Regions from separate parts of the Hordeum vulgare genome. Here region 2 is linked to region 1. A link is a contact called in public Hi-C data. All regions are on one chromosome and are shown on one strand. The core of a region is the stretch at or near the end of the contact, and the rest is flanking DNA. Distances in the headings are between cores, read along the strand shown.

Evidence for each region. Hi-C and Micro-C count contacts between places; a contact is called where the count stands out from the background.
Region 2: a Hi-C map of leaf shows a contact between it and region 1, with 6 times the contacts expected there. The contact joins the promoter of LOC123426726 here to the promoter of LOC123426729 in region 1. A contact is called at or near these places in 2 of 6 Hi-C or Micro-C datasets (both in leaf).

What each region holds. Positions count from the first base shown.
Region 1 is chr2H:476,068,141-476,074,265 of MorexV3_pseudomolecules_assembly, reverse strand. It overlaps LOC123426729 (probable serine/threonine-protein kinase At1g01540), which reads right to left and starts at 3,553. Exons shown (of 7, transcript XM_045110603.1): 1 at 1,981-3,553; 2 at 1,553-1,657; 3 at 1,341-1,463; 4 at 1,091-1,261; 5 at 882-1,011; 6 at 587-796; 7 at 1-87. The coding sequence starts at 2,615.
Region 2 is chr2H:475,735,341-475,741,465 of MorexV3_pseudomolecules_assembly, reverse strand. LOC123426726 (cellulose synthase-like protein H1) reads left to right here and starts at 2,461. Exons shown (of 9, transcript XM_045110601.1): 1 at 2,461-2,795; 2 at 2,895-3,225; 3 at 3,325-3,450; 4 at 3,565-3,684; 5 at 3,789-4,001; 6 at 4,095-4,215; 7 at 4,320-4,504; 8 at 4,611-4,961; 9 at 5,113-5,840. The coding sequence starts at 2,545. The coding sequence ends at 5,670.

The DNA.
Region 1 (6,125 bases), core at 2,304-4,803:
TGTGTCGTTCCCGCTACTATCACCAGGTTCACCCGAAGTTGTTTCCGTCAATTTGGCTTGACCTGGAGCTCTGCCAGCTCGGCGGTCCTGGCAATAAGAGTAACAAAACGTATCACTATAAATAAACACATTTTTTTACTGTATAAACTCTTCTTAAATACAATTTGAACTAATTATGAGGGGGAAAAGTTGTTATTTGGATATTAAAAGGCAAATGGCTGGCTTCATTTACACACATCTTAAACCTTAACAGATTCAAACTGGAAAGAAGATGCTGAAATTCATATTTCGTGTAACAAAGAAAAAATATTTCATGTAACAAAGACAAAAAGTATCAACCCGCCATGACAATGACCAAAAGGGAGCCCCTTCAGCAATAGGCAAAAGAAAATGTATGGTCTAATGATCTAAAGTAAAAGAATGTATGATACTCGAGGTGTTCATCTTGATGTCCTTTCCCCGGCAACAGGAAAAATAATAAGGGGGTAATAAATAAATTGCAAAATTATTCTTGAGATAAATGTTATTAAATGACAGGTACTTTGTTAAAATGAAGATTAAAAGTTGCCATGCCATATTGACTTACATCTCTGTAGGGGAAATCATCAACTTCAAGCATGTGAATCACATGGCCAATCTTTGGCCTCTTGCGAGCTTCAGGGTCTACACATCGCAGAGCCACCAGCAAAGCCTTTTTCAGTGCCCTTGAAGTAGGCTTCTCGGTCATCTTGGGATCCAAAACCCCCTCTGAATTTCGGCTGCTGACCATCGTCTTCAGCCATTCAACGAGATTAACCTGAAAGAGTAATCTGCAGAATTTATAAATGCATTTCACGAGTGCTTAATTTAGCACTGGCTACAAGGAGGCACAGCCTACTAACCTCTCCAGGTGGCCTGTTGTAATCTACTGGTACCCTACCAGATATTATTTCCATAATAAGAATCCCAAAACTATAGACATCACTAGTTTCATTCAGCATGCCGGTGCCTGCATACTCTGGAGCAACATACCTGCAATAACAAGAGATACATAAGCAACTATGTTCATGTTTATCTTACGTGGCGATGTTTTCATAAGTATCATACTTACCCAAATGTCCCCATGACCCTGGTCGTGACATAACTCCTCTCGGAGCCCAAAAGCTTTGCTAGCCCAAAATCAGAAAGCTTAGCGTTCCAATGCTTGTCAAGTAGGATATTGCTTGACTTGACATCACGGTGAACCACCTTTGGCTCAAGTCCCTCGTGCAAATACATTAAACTGCACAACTAGGTAACTGTGTAAGTATTAAGTAGTGGCAAATATACTTTTAGATCATCAGTAACTCACATGCACTTACCCTTTTGCTGATCCGAGAATAATCTTCATTCTTATGTCCCATGTAAGAGGGCTCACAGGACCAACATCACCATGAATCCATTGCTCCAAAGTTCCATTATTGACAAACTCATACACAAGCATCCTGAAAATAATTCATATACAACACATTTTATGTTACAAGGCACCTCATTTGTGGAATACAGCAGCTCAACTTATCACTCAAGGATGTACCTTTGGTTGCCCTCAGCACAGTATCCAAGCAGCCGCACGAGGTTCTTGTGCCGCACCCGCCCGATTGCTTCGACCTCAACCTTGAATTCCCTCTCAGCCTGCCCCCTAACAAACCAAGTATATTACTAAATTCAGCAACACAAAAACCACACGTTACACAAATCACACATTTCAGCCTCTCAAATGGCAGCTTCCACGCTAAGCATGCTAACCAGAAGGAAATGGTAGACTTGGATAATGACTTGTCATTTTTTTTATCAGGTTCTTGCACATTGTCACCATCTGAATTGTCAATATCTCAAGTCAGTTTCAGTGACCCCGTGCACCCATCAAATTATACATCTTGCTTAAACTCAAATCAATTATACGCCAATCAGAAACAAGGTCCTAAATTTGGCTATACTTGAGTTCACGGGAAGCGCTGTTACCTGTTATTCAGCAAATTCTTGACGGCGACCTGTGTGCCGTCCTCGAGAATGCCGTGGTATACGATGCCGTAGCCGCCCTCGCCAATCACCTTCTCGTCGGCGAACATTGCCGTGGCAGCCTCGAGCTCCTTGAGAGTGTACCAGTGGCCCCACCCCAGGTGTGAGACCTCGGGCACACCCGGCTCCGAGCCACCTCCGCGGCTCTCGCCGCTGGCCCCGCGCGACGACGGGCCCCCGCTACGCTGATGGTGGGGCGGCGGCTGCTCCGGGAACGTGATGCGGTGCTCCTTACCGGTCTCGATCTGGATGGACTCCTGCGGGGACGCCTGGAGAATCTGAGCGAGCGGCACCTTGGGCGCGGCGGCGGGGGCCCCCGCCGCCGCGCCGCGAGAGGGCACCTCTTGGATGTCCTTGGGCGGTTTGGTGGGGTTCTTGGGATGGGCACTGGGCGCGACGGTGGCGAGGTGGAGGACGGGGGCGGCGGGGGCGCGGCGTCGGCGGCGACGGCGGTTGGCGAGAAGGCAGAGGAGGGAGAGGAGGACGAGGAGGAGCACGAAGGCGGCGCCGACGCCGATGCCAACGAGCTCCCAGAGGTGGAGGCCGAAGACGACGGTGCTCTGGTCCGAGTCCGACATCGGACCGCGGCGGCAAAGCTCGCTCGCTGGCTCAACCAGGAATGGCGGATCTCCGCAACCACTCTGGTCTGGCTTTCGAGCAGAATTCGGTGCTAAAGAAAGATCGGGTTTGGAACAGAGCAGCCAGCTAAAGCTTGGGTTCGTGCAGAGAATTGGGCGCAGAAAGCAAGGCTGGATTCCCGCAGAGAATGAATGAATGGGCGGGCAATCCAGGCGGCCAAGATTGGGTTTCGCAGAGGATGTTGCAGTGGGAAACGCTGGGGCTTTTGGGGGGAGGAGGGGAATTTAGGACAGGATGGAGTGACGAAGAAGGGTGGATTCGAGGGGCGGCAGGGCCCAAGACGGTGGATTTGGGAGCAATGTGGAAGCAGAGACCAAAGATTAGACGATTGTTTGGGGGGTGAAGGGTGCGGGATGGTTAATTTGTTCTTGATAAAAGATTGGATTGTGGTTGGGAGGAGGGTTTGGGGGAGGGGGAGGGTGGTTGGTGGTGATCTTTAGAGTAACAACAAATCAACGAGGGAATGGAGAGCGAAGGATCAATTATTAGGAGCGGTACTCCCTACTGCTCTCCTACAGACGGTGTGGAAAGAGATGAGTGAGGACTGATGGGTTGCAGGAGGGAAGGAGCGCCAGTGCCAGTGGCTAGTGGGAGGCCGGGAGCTGGGAGCGAGTGGTGACAGGGTGTGCGTGGCTGCTTTTTCTTTGCTTTGGCAATTGCATGCATGGAGGATTAGATTAGGCAAGTCAAGGGTCAAGACCTAATAAAATAAGCAGATCAGGTCAGAAGAGAAGAGGAGCATGGATGGATTGGAGGGTAGGAGAATGATATTTTGGGGGTCCTGGAAAAGGGGGAGGAGCTGGAGAGTGAAGCTGGTGCGAGCTGTCACGCAGGATTGGATTGAAACTGAACCATGAGGGAGAAGAGAACGTCCAATTGGTTGCACTGTATAGGATCTGGGTTTCTTTTCTATATTGTTTCTTACTGTTCATTGGTTTGGAGGCACGCTTCCTTTTCTATTTTTCACGTGATTTTCTCGATTTCACAATACAATTGGCGTCCGATCGGGTTTCTTTTCTATATTGTTTCTTACTGTTGATTGGTTTGGAATGGCTTATCACGACTTGCCGCACGCTTCCTTTTTTATTTTTCATGTGATTTTCGTGATTTCATGAAAAATTGCCGTCCGCTAAGATCAATCTTTTAGGGGTTTGATATTCATCACACATGTGGTATATTTGATATCCGTCCACATATTATGCGTGACATCACGCAAAATATAACATATGAAGATCAATGCGTGTGGGCAAAGTGCAGATATACGACACGTGTTAACGTTATCATATGGGTTCTTTTATTGCAGAGCAATTTGTCAAGATGGGACGACACGGCTTCTCGTGGTTTCATTGATAGAGGTGAGGAAAACTTGACTGGTGTGGGTGTGGGGAGGGTTTTTAGCTTTGACCGTTGGTCGGATTAGATAGCTACCTCGATGTATGCAGGGAACAAATTTTATCCATCCGGGCAGGGGTCTTTTTTCTTCAATTGTTGCTTGAATTAGATAGCTACCCCATCGAATGTAGGAACAACGTGGTTTGACGTGGGGTCGCAACCAAAGGTGAGGTAAGGATGGGATGAAAGTTGGGAGGCCAAAGGATGAAGAATCCGGGTGAAACAAGACGTCACACAAATGTTCCGAGTGATCTCTTTTGTATGCTCGTTCAAGTAGATTGAAATGTACTTCTTTATTTCATCAAAACATCTACTCTACATGCATGCAGTTTTTGTGCATTTCATAGTCTTCTATTTTGTGAAAATATGTCTAGTAAATTTCTGCATATTTCCTATTCGTGTGTTTTTCCTGTTTCCCATTAATGTTCCTCATCCATGTGCTCAAAGCAATGTTTGCATACACATATATGAATTTGTCGCGCAATAGCGTAATTCATGCTTTCCACTTTGACAGGTGGCTTGATGACTGAAACACATTATTCTGGATGAACGGTGGTTTCATGGTTTAAGCGTAACTCTAACAAAGTCGTTGTATCGGCAACCTCTACAATGGGCTGGAGTCTCCTTCACAAGACTTTGTTGGTTGCGAAGAGTTTGTACAAACTCAGAGTCACCATATTTGTGCAGCCTCCATAATTGTCTCTCATATTCTCTTATATTTGTGCATATACACTCTTGATTCTCAAGCTCACGTGATTTAATCCTTCGCCATTCAGCAAGATTTCAAACCATACCACATTCTTCAAGAATCAAATTAAATATAAACATAACATGAAGTTCAATCAAAAGCTATCATCTTTGGCTCAAAATGTGTGAAGAAAAGATGAAGGATCATGAAGAAATTCACATGGCATATACAAATCACATGTCGACGACAAAGCTACCTTCTCACATTTGTGTACCGCCCCCTCCTCCGGTGCATTGGCGCTACGTGGCATCCTAGAGGCCATGATCTCCGCTCACAAGCTCTGCCAACAATCTTGATGTTTCATACAATGCGCTTGGATCCATCATCATGAATTGGTTCTTTGCCACGTTATCTCTTGCATTAGTCGATACTCCTCAAGTTGAAGCATACATGTATCCATCTCTTCCTTGCACCTTTTACTTGTGTGCATTGTGTTACCATTTTGTGTCATCTTCTCTTCCTCCTCCAACTCCAACTTCCCTTGTTTCCTCTTCTCCTCCAACTCCTTCTTTGTCTTCATCAACTCACTAATTTTGTCTTTCATCTCTCCCTTAGCCCACATGGGCCTCTTTCCCGTGTAATCACGACTTCCAAGGTGGTGGTTCGACAAGTTCTTGCCCTAAAGATCCTTCATTCTCTTTGACTTGGCCTTGGTTTCTTCGATAGCGCATGTCTGCTTGAATTTTTCGTAGTCCGCTCCTGTAATTGTCAGTTTATCCTCAAAATCTCGGCGTAGGATGAATGATCTACTTAAACTACTCTTTTCACCCTAGATTTCCAGGCGCTCAATGCGTTCCTGAACTTGACAACGACTTTGGTGTTTAATTTTTCCATGACATCATCTTTTCACGACTTGAGCGTGTCATTCCAGTCGGGGAACTGGAATCTCGCATGCAACTTGGTTAGAAGGAGGTGTTCCAATTGTGATTTTTTCCTTATTTCTGTGTCATTGATGTCGGTGGTCTCCCATAGGATGCATACCGGTACTTGTGATCTGTGTTGGATTTTTCCGCGGAGAAGAGTGGATGATGCAACACTGTATGGATAAGTATTTTCCTCGGTGAGAACCAAGGTTATCGAACCAATAGGAGTATCAAACTACCCCCGTCTTTAGCGCCTACGCACAAAATAGCAAACACTTGCACCAAACGCGGGCAAGAGGGTTGTCAATCCCCTTGGACTCGTTACTTGTAAGCAAATGAGTAGTGTAGATGATAGTTGGATAAATATAAATGGAAAATAAATGAAAAGTAAACAATGGCAGCAAGGGAATAGTAGCTTTGTAAATATATAAGTGAATAGGCCCGGG
Region 2 (6,125 bases), core at 1,212-3,711, 330 kb after region 1:
AACCCTAAACTTTGAATCCCTCAAATCGGCACACCGAACTCACTGATCCTGGTCTATTTTAAACCTTGACAAAACTTAGCCGGGATTTGCTGAATTGGGCCGGGCACATTAGCGCAGTTGCGCACGCGTGCACCCTCTGCTCTGTTTTTTTTTGTTTTTTCATTTTATTTTTGCTTTTCCACATGTGTATATTTTTTTTCAGTATCCAATGTATTTTTTAACACATATGTATATTTTTTGATAAACTTTCAATATTTTTCAACACATTATGTACATTTTAAAAGTACATCTTACAAAAAAAATACATGGTAATATTTTTCTAAATAAATATTTTATATTTTATAAATAACAATAAACATTTTATAAAATTGATATATATTTTTTTAAGGTATAAATAACAATAAACGTTGAATGTTTGGTGCTAGGATTATGCTCCTACAAATTTATAAAATGCATGTTGGATCAATACGAATATAATTAAAAATACGAATAGAATTAAAAATACAAATAGAATTAAAAATACGAATAGAATTAAAAATACGAATATAATTAAAAAAACCAAACATTTTTTTGAAACAAAAAAGACATAGAATTTGTGACAAAAATAGAAAACATAAATATTTTTAACTTCTGAACAATTTTAAAAATGCGCGAACTTTTTTTAAACTTCGTGATTTTTTTTGTTAGTGGGCCGGTCCAATTTCTGTCTATAAGAGTAGCAGCCTAGCAGGTTATCCCGGTCGGGATTGTGGTATTGTCAGAATCCCGGTGTGCCAAACGGGCCTAGGGTTCAAAATAGACGGGGATTACAAGTTCAGAGTGCCAATTTCAGGGATTCAAAGTTGAGGGTTTGATTTACCTTTTGTCTATAACTTCAAGGTTTGTTTTGGACTTTTTTAAGGTTTGTTTTGGACTTTTCCACCAGTAAAAGACAAAATTTATCTGTTGCCACCGGTTGGTACCAATTCGACGTAGCCGGACGGCGCACCATTTGCTGGGAAACGATCGACTTTTTGAGTTCCGTGAGGAGCCGAGAATTGATCCCGACCGTACGTACATCCATCACTGCAGTGGAGGAAAAAGTCCAAAACAAACCTTGAATTTATAGACGAAAGCTAAATGAAACCCAGAACTTTGAATCCCTGAAATCGGCACACCGAACTCACTGATCCTGATCTATTTTAAACCTTAACAGAACTTAGCCGGGATTTGCTGACTTGGGCCGGGCTCATTAGCGCAGTTGCGCACGCGCGCACCCTCTGCTCTGGTTTTTTTTATTTTCTTTTTGCTTTTTCATATGTGTATTTTTTTTCAGTATCCAATGTATTTTTTAACACATATGTATATTTTTGGTAAACTTCCAATATTTTTCAACACATTATGTACATTTTAAAAGTACATCTTACAAAAAAAATACATGATAATATTTTTCTAAATAAATATTTTATATTTTATAAATAACAATAAACATTTTATAAAATTGATATATATTTTTTTGAGGTATAAATCAATAAACGTTGAATGTTTGGCGCTAGGATTATGCTCCTAAATTTATAAAATGCATGTTGGACCAATACGAATAGAATTAAAAATACGAATAGAATTAAAAATACAAATAGAATAAAAACATATGAATATAATTAAAAATACGAATATAATTAAATAACATTTTTTTGAAACAAAAAAGACACAGAACTTATGACAAAAATAGAAAACATAAATATTTTTAACTTCTGAACAATTTTAAAAATGCGCAAACTTTTTTTAAACTTCGTAATTTTTTTGTTAGTGGGCCGGTTCAATTTCTGTCTATAAGAGTAGCAGCCTAGCAGGTTATCCCGGTCGGGATTGTGGTATTGCCAGAATTCCGGTGTGCCAAACGGGTCTAGGGTTCAAAATAGACCGGGATTACAAATTCAGAGTGCCAATTTCAGGGATTCAAAGTTCAGGGTTTGATTTAGCTTTCGTCTATAACTTTAGGGTTTGTTTTGAACTTTTTTCGTGCAGTGGACGGCTCGCATAACGTTGTGCCGAGCGTTTGTGTAACAAAAACAGTCGCTGGCGACTTGGCGAGCTCGTTAGGCGTGACGTGCATGGGTCCAATAATTTACCGTGCGTACGTGAGTGATATCGTCAAGGATAACGGATCCAAACTGGAGTCCTATTCTCCACACGCCATGGTTTTGCATGGATCCGGCTGGGTGGCACGCTGGACCAAGTGAGCAGCGAGCACACACTTCCGTAGCAAAGAGACAAGAGCACCATCCCTGTCCCAAAGATTATCATACGGTGGCAGTGGTACATGGCAGAACCAAGTAAAGATAACTTTCTCCTGTCCTCCCACCCTCCGAGACCCCATCACAAGTCATAGTCTAGTTTTGTTTTTGTCCTGATCGGAAATGCGCCGAGGAGAGGAGAGGATAGTTTTATCTGGTCCATATAAATGCACTCGAGCGGTTGTTGCTTGTGGAGCTGTGTTCGTGGAGCTTAGCTAGTCTGCTACTGCTACTGCTGGCTAGTGGCTACCTGCTCTCGGCCACGGCCATGGCGGGCGGCAAGAAGCTGCAGGAGAGGGTCGCCCTGGCGAGAACCGCGTGGATGCTGGCCGACTTCGCGATCCTCTTCCTCCTCCTCGCCATCGTGGCCCGCCGCGCCGCCTCGCTCCGGGAGCGCGGCGGGACGTGGTTGGCGGCGCTCGTCTGCGAGGCGTGGTTCGCCTTCGTGTGGATCCTCAACATGAACGGCAAGTGGAGCCCCGTCCGGTTCGACACCTACCCCGACAACCTCGCCAACAGGTACTCTACGTACGTACCCACGGCGACAAGACCCACCATGCTGACCCCTACAACTTCCTCAAATTTTGATCTAGCTAGTGTCTGTGATAATTTTGCTAGGATGGAGGAGCTCCCGGCGGTGGACATGTTCGTCACGACCGCGGACCCGGCGCTGGAGCCTCCGTTGATCACGGTGAACACGGTGCTCTCGCTGCTCGCCCTGGACTACCCGGACGTCGGCAAGCTGGCGTGCTACGTCTCTGACGACGGCTGCTCCCCGGTGACGTGCTACGCGCTGCGTGAGGCCGCCAAGTTCGCCGGCCTCTGGGTCCCTTTCTGCAAGAGGCACGACGTTGCTGTGAGGGCCCCATTCATGTACTTCTCTTCCACGCCGGAGGTTGGCACAGGCACAGCCGACCACGAGTTCCTGGAAAGCTGGGCGCTCATGAAGGTTAGGCGCCAATGGTGACCATGTCAGTTTACAAAATAATGTTTGGTCGTCCATCATCGCCATGGCCATTCATCTTCCTCGTGTACGTGTGACTTTCAGAGCGAATATGAGAGACTAGCCAGCCGAATCGAGAACGCCGATGAGGGCTCCATTATGCGTGACAGCGGCGACGAGTTCGCCGAGTTCATCGACGCCGAGCGCGGGAACCATCCTACCATCGTTAAGGTCGCCGCACTGACCATGTCCATGCATGTGTCCATGAACATCGTGTCATGACAAACGCATAGCAAATCCGTGTCTCGTGCTAATATCGTCACGGTTAATTTGGGCCGAGTTCAGGTTCTGTGGGATAACAGCAAGAGCAAAGTGGGGGAAGGATTCCCACATCTGGTGTACCTCTCTCGAGAGAAAAGCCCCAGACATCGCCACAACTTCAAGGCTGGTGCCATGAATGTTCTGGTGAGCACTCTCTTTCGCTCAACACAGTGTTGCACTGCTAATCAGTGTCACACAAGCAGCACACCACATTTTATACTAATTAAGCTGATCATTTCGTGGTGCAGACAAGGGTGTCAGCCGTGATGACCAACGCTCCCATCATGCTGAATGTGGACTGCGACATGTTCGCCAACAATCCGCAGGTCGCCCTACACGCGATGTGCCTCCTATTGGGGTTCGACGACGAGATCCACAGCGGGTTCGTCCAAGTGCCACAGAAGTTCTACGGTGGCCTCAAGGACGATCCCTTTGGCAACCAGATGCAGGTTATAACCAAGGTACTACATATGCATGTGCACAAGTGCTCTTGTCGTCGTGCTGTGCACCACTAGGTAGTGTTACAGTTGTACTGGTTTTTGTGGCATGTTCAGAAAATTGGAGGTGGAATCGCCGGGATCCAAGGCATGTTCTACGGCGGCACGGGCTGTTTTCACCGCAGGAAAGTCATTTACGGCATGCCGCCACCTGACACCGTCAAACACGAGACAAGAGGTGAAACTGGGCACACAACAGATGTGATCATCAGGCGTAAATTGGAGTATGCATTTCAGTTCGACTAGGGCATTTCAAATGGCTAAGTGTTCTTAATTTGCCAGGTTCACCATCTTACAAGGAGCTGCAAGTCAGGTTTGGGAGCTCAAAGGTGTTGATCGAATCATCTAGGAACATCATCTCAGGAGACCTGCTCGCTAGACCAACCGTTGATGTATCGAGTCGCATCGAAATGGCAAAACAAGTCGGCGATTGCAACTATGAGGCTGGCACGTGTTGGGGCAAGGAGGTATGCTTAGCTACCTGTTGCCGTATTTTTGCAGGTTTCGCTACAGTACATCTACAATCTTTTGCAGTTTTTCTCTAGTTACAGTTTCTTCCATGTATTTTTGCAGATTGGTTGGGTCTATGGATCAATGACAGAAGACATTTTGACCGGACAACGGATCCATGCGGCGGGTTGGAAATCGGCCTTGTTGGACACCAACCCACCGGCATTCTTGGGATGTGCTCCGACCGGGGGACCGGCCAGCTTGACCCAGTTCAAGAGATGGGCAACAGGGGTTCTGGAGATACTCATCAGCCGGAACAGCCCTATCCTCGGCACCATCTTCCAACGCCTCCAACTCCGGCAATGCCTTGGCTATCTCATCGTCGAGGCGTGGCCCGTGAGGGCGCCTTTCGAGCTGTGCTATGCACTATTGGGACCTTTCTGCCTTCTCACAAACCAGTCCTTCTTGCCAACGGTACATACACTTTCGCGGTTCGCCAAGATACATTATGCAGCTAAACAAAAATGCTGTGTGATTTGTTTGATAATGAAGCAGGACCTAGTTGGCTAATATGTATGTAAATTCAGATATTTTTTTTATGATTGGTACATTTGTTGTTTTGCAGGCATCGGATGAAGGTTTTCGCATCCCAGTAGCTCTATTCTTGAGTTACCACATATACCACTTGATGGAGTACAAGGAGTGCGGGCTCTCTGCCCGCGCCTGGTGGAACAACCACAGGATGCAACGCATCACCTCGGCCTCCGCCTGGCTCCTCGCCTTCCTCACCGTGATCCTCAAGACACTAGGGCTCTCTGAGACCGTGTTCGAGGTCACCCGCAAGGAAAGCAGCACGTCCGATGGCGGCGCCGGCACCGACGAGGCCGATCCAGGACTGTTCACATTCGACTCGGCGCCCGTTTTCATCCCGGTGACGGCGCTCTCAGTGTTGAACATTGTGGCCCTCGCCGTCGGGGCATGGCGCGCCGTCATCGGGACTGCGGCGGTCGTTCATGGTGGCCCGGGCATCGGAGAGTTCGTGTGCTGTGGCTGGATGGTGTTGTGCTTCTGGCCGTTCGTGAGAGGGCTTGTCAGCAGGGGAAAGCATGGAATCCCGTGGAGCGTCAAGGTGAAGGCTGGTTTGATTGTGGCTGCGTTCGTGCACCTCTGCACAAGGAACTAACCGGCCGGGCTGGCCATCGAAATATTGGAAGCGTAATTTTAGTTCTACCATTGGAACATGTAACGAAGACTCAAGCAGGAATTAAAGCGTGTTATTAAAGGAAGTTTGACCCAATGTATCTATCTATCTCTCTCTAATCTCTCTCTAATAATAAAGCAAATTGAGTTTCTGGTCGTCCGTCGTGGCAATTTTACGAAAACACCCCTTTATTGTTTCGTAATCAAACCGCGGTCCTTCATTAAGTGAAAAAAACGTTTCGTTTTTTTAAAAAAAAACATGCATCGGGGCGGCCCAAGGCAGCAGCCAGCCACTGACTCCTCCCGAGCCCCTGATATGCTCACCGCGTCGCCGCCTCGCTCCTCCCGCCGATCGCCGGCCCCGATCCACGCCGGATCCCTCCGCCGGCGAGCTTCCGAAGCCTTCGCCCCTGCTCTGCCTCCTCTGGAGCTCCGCCC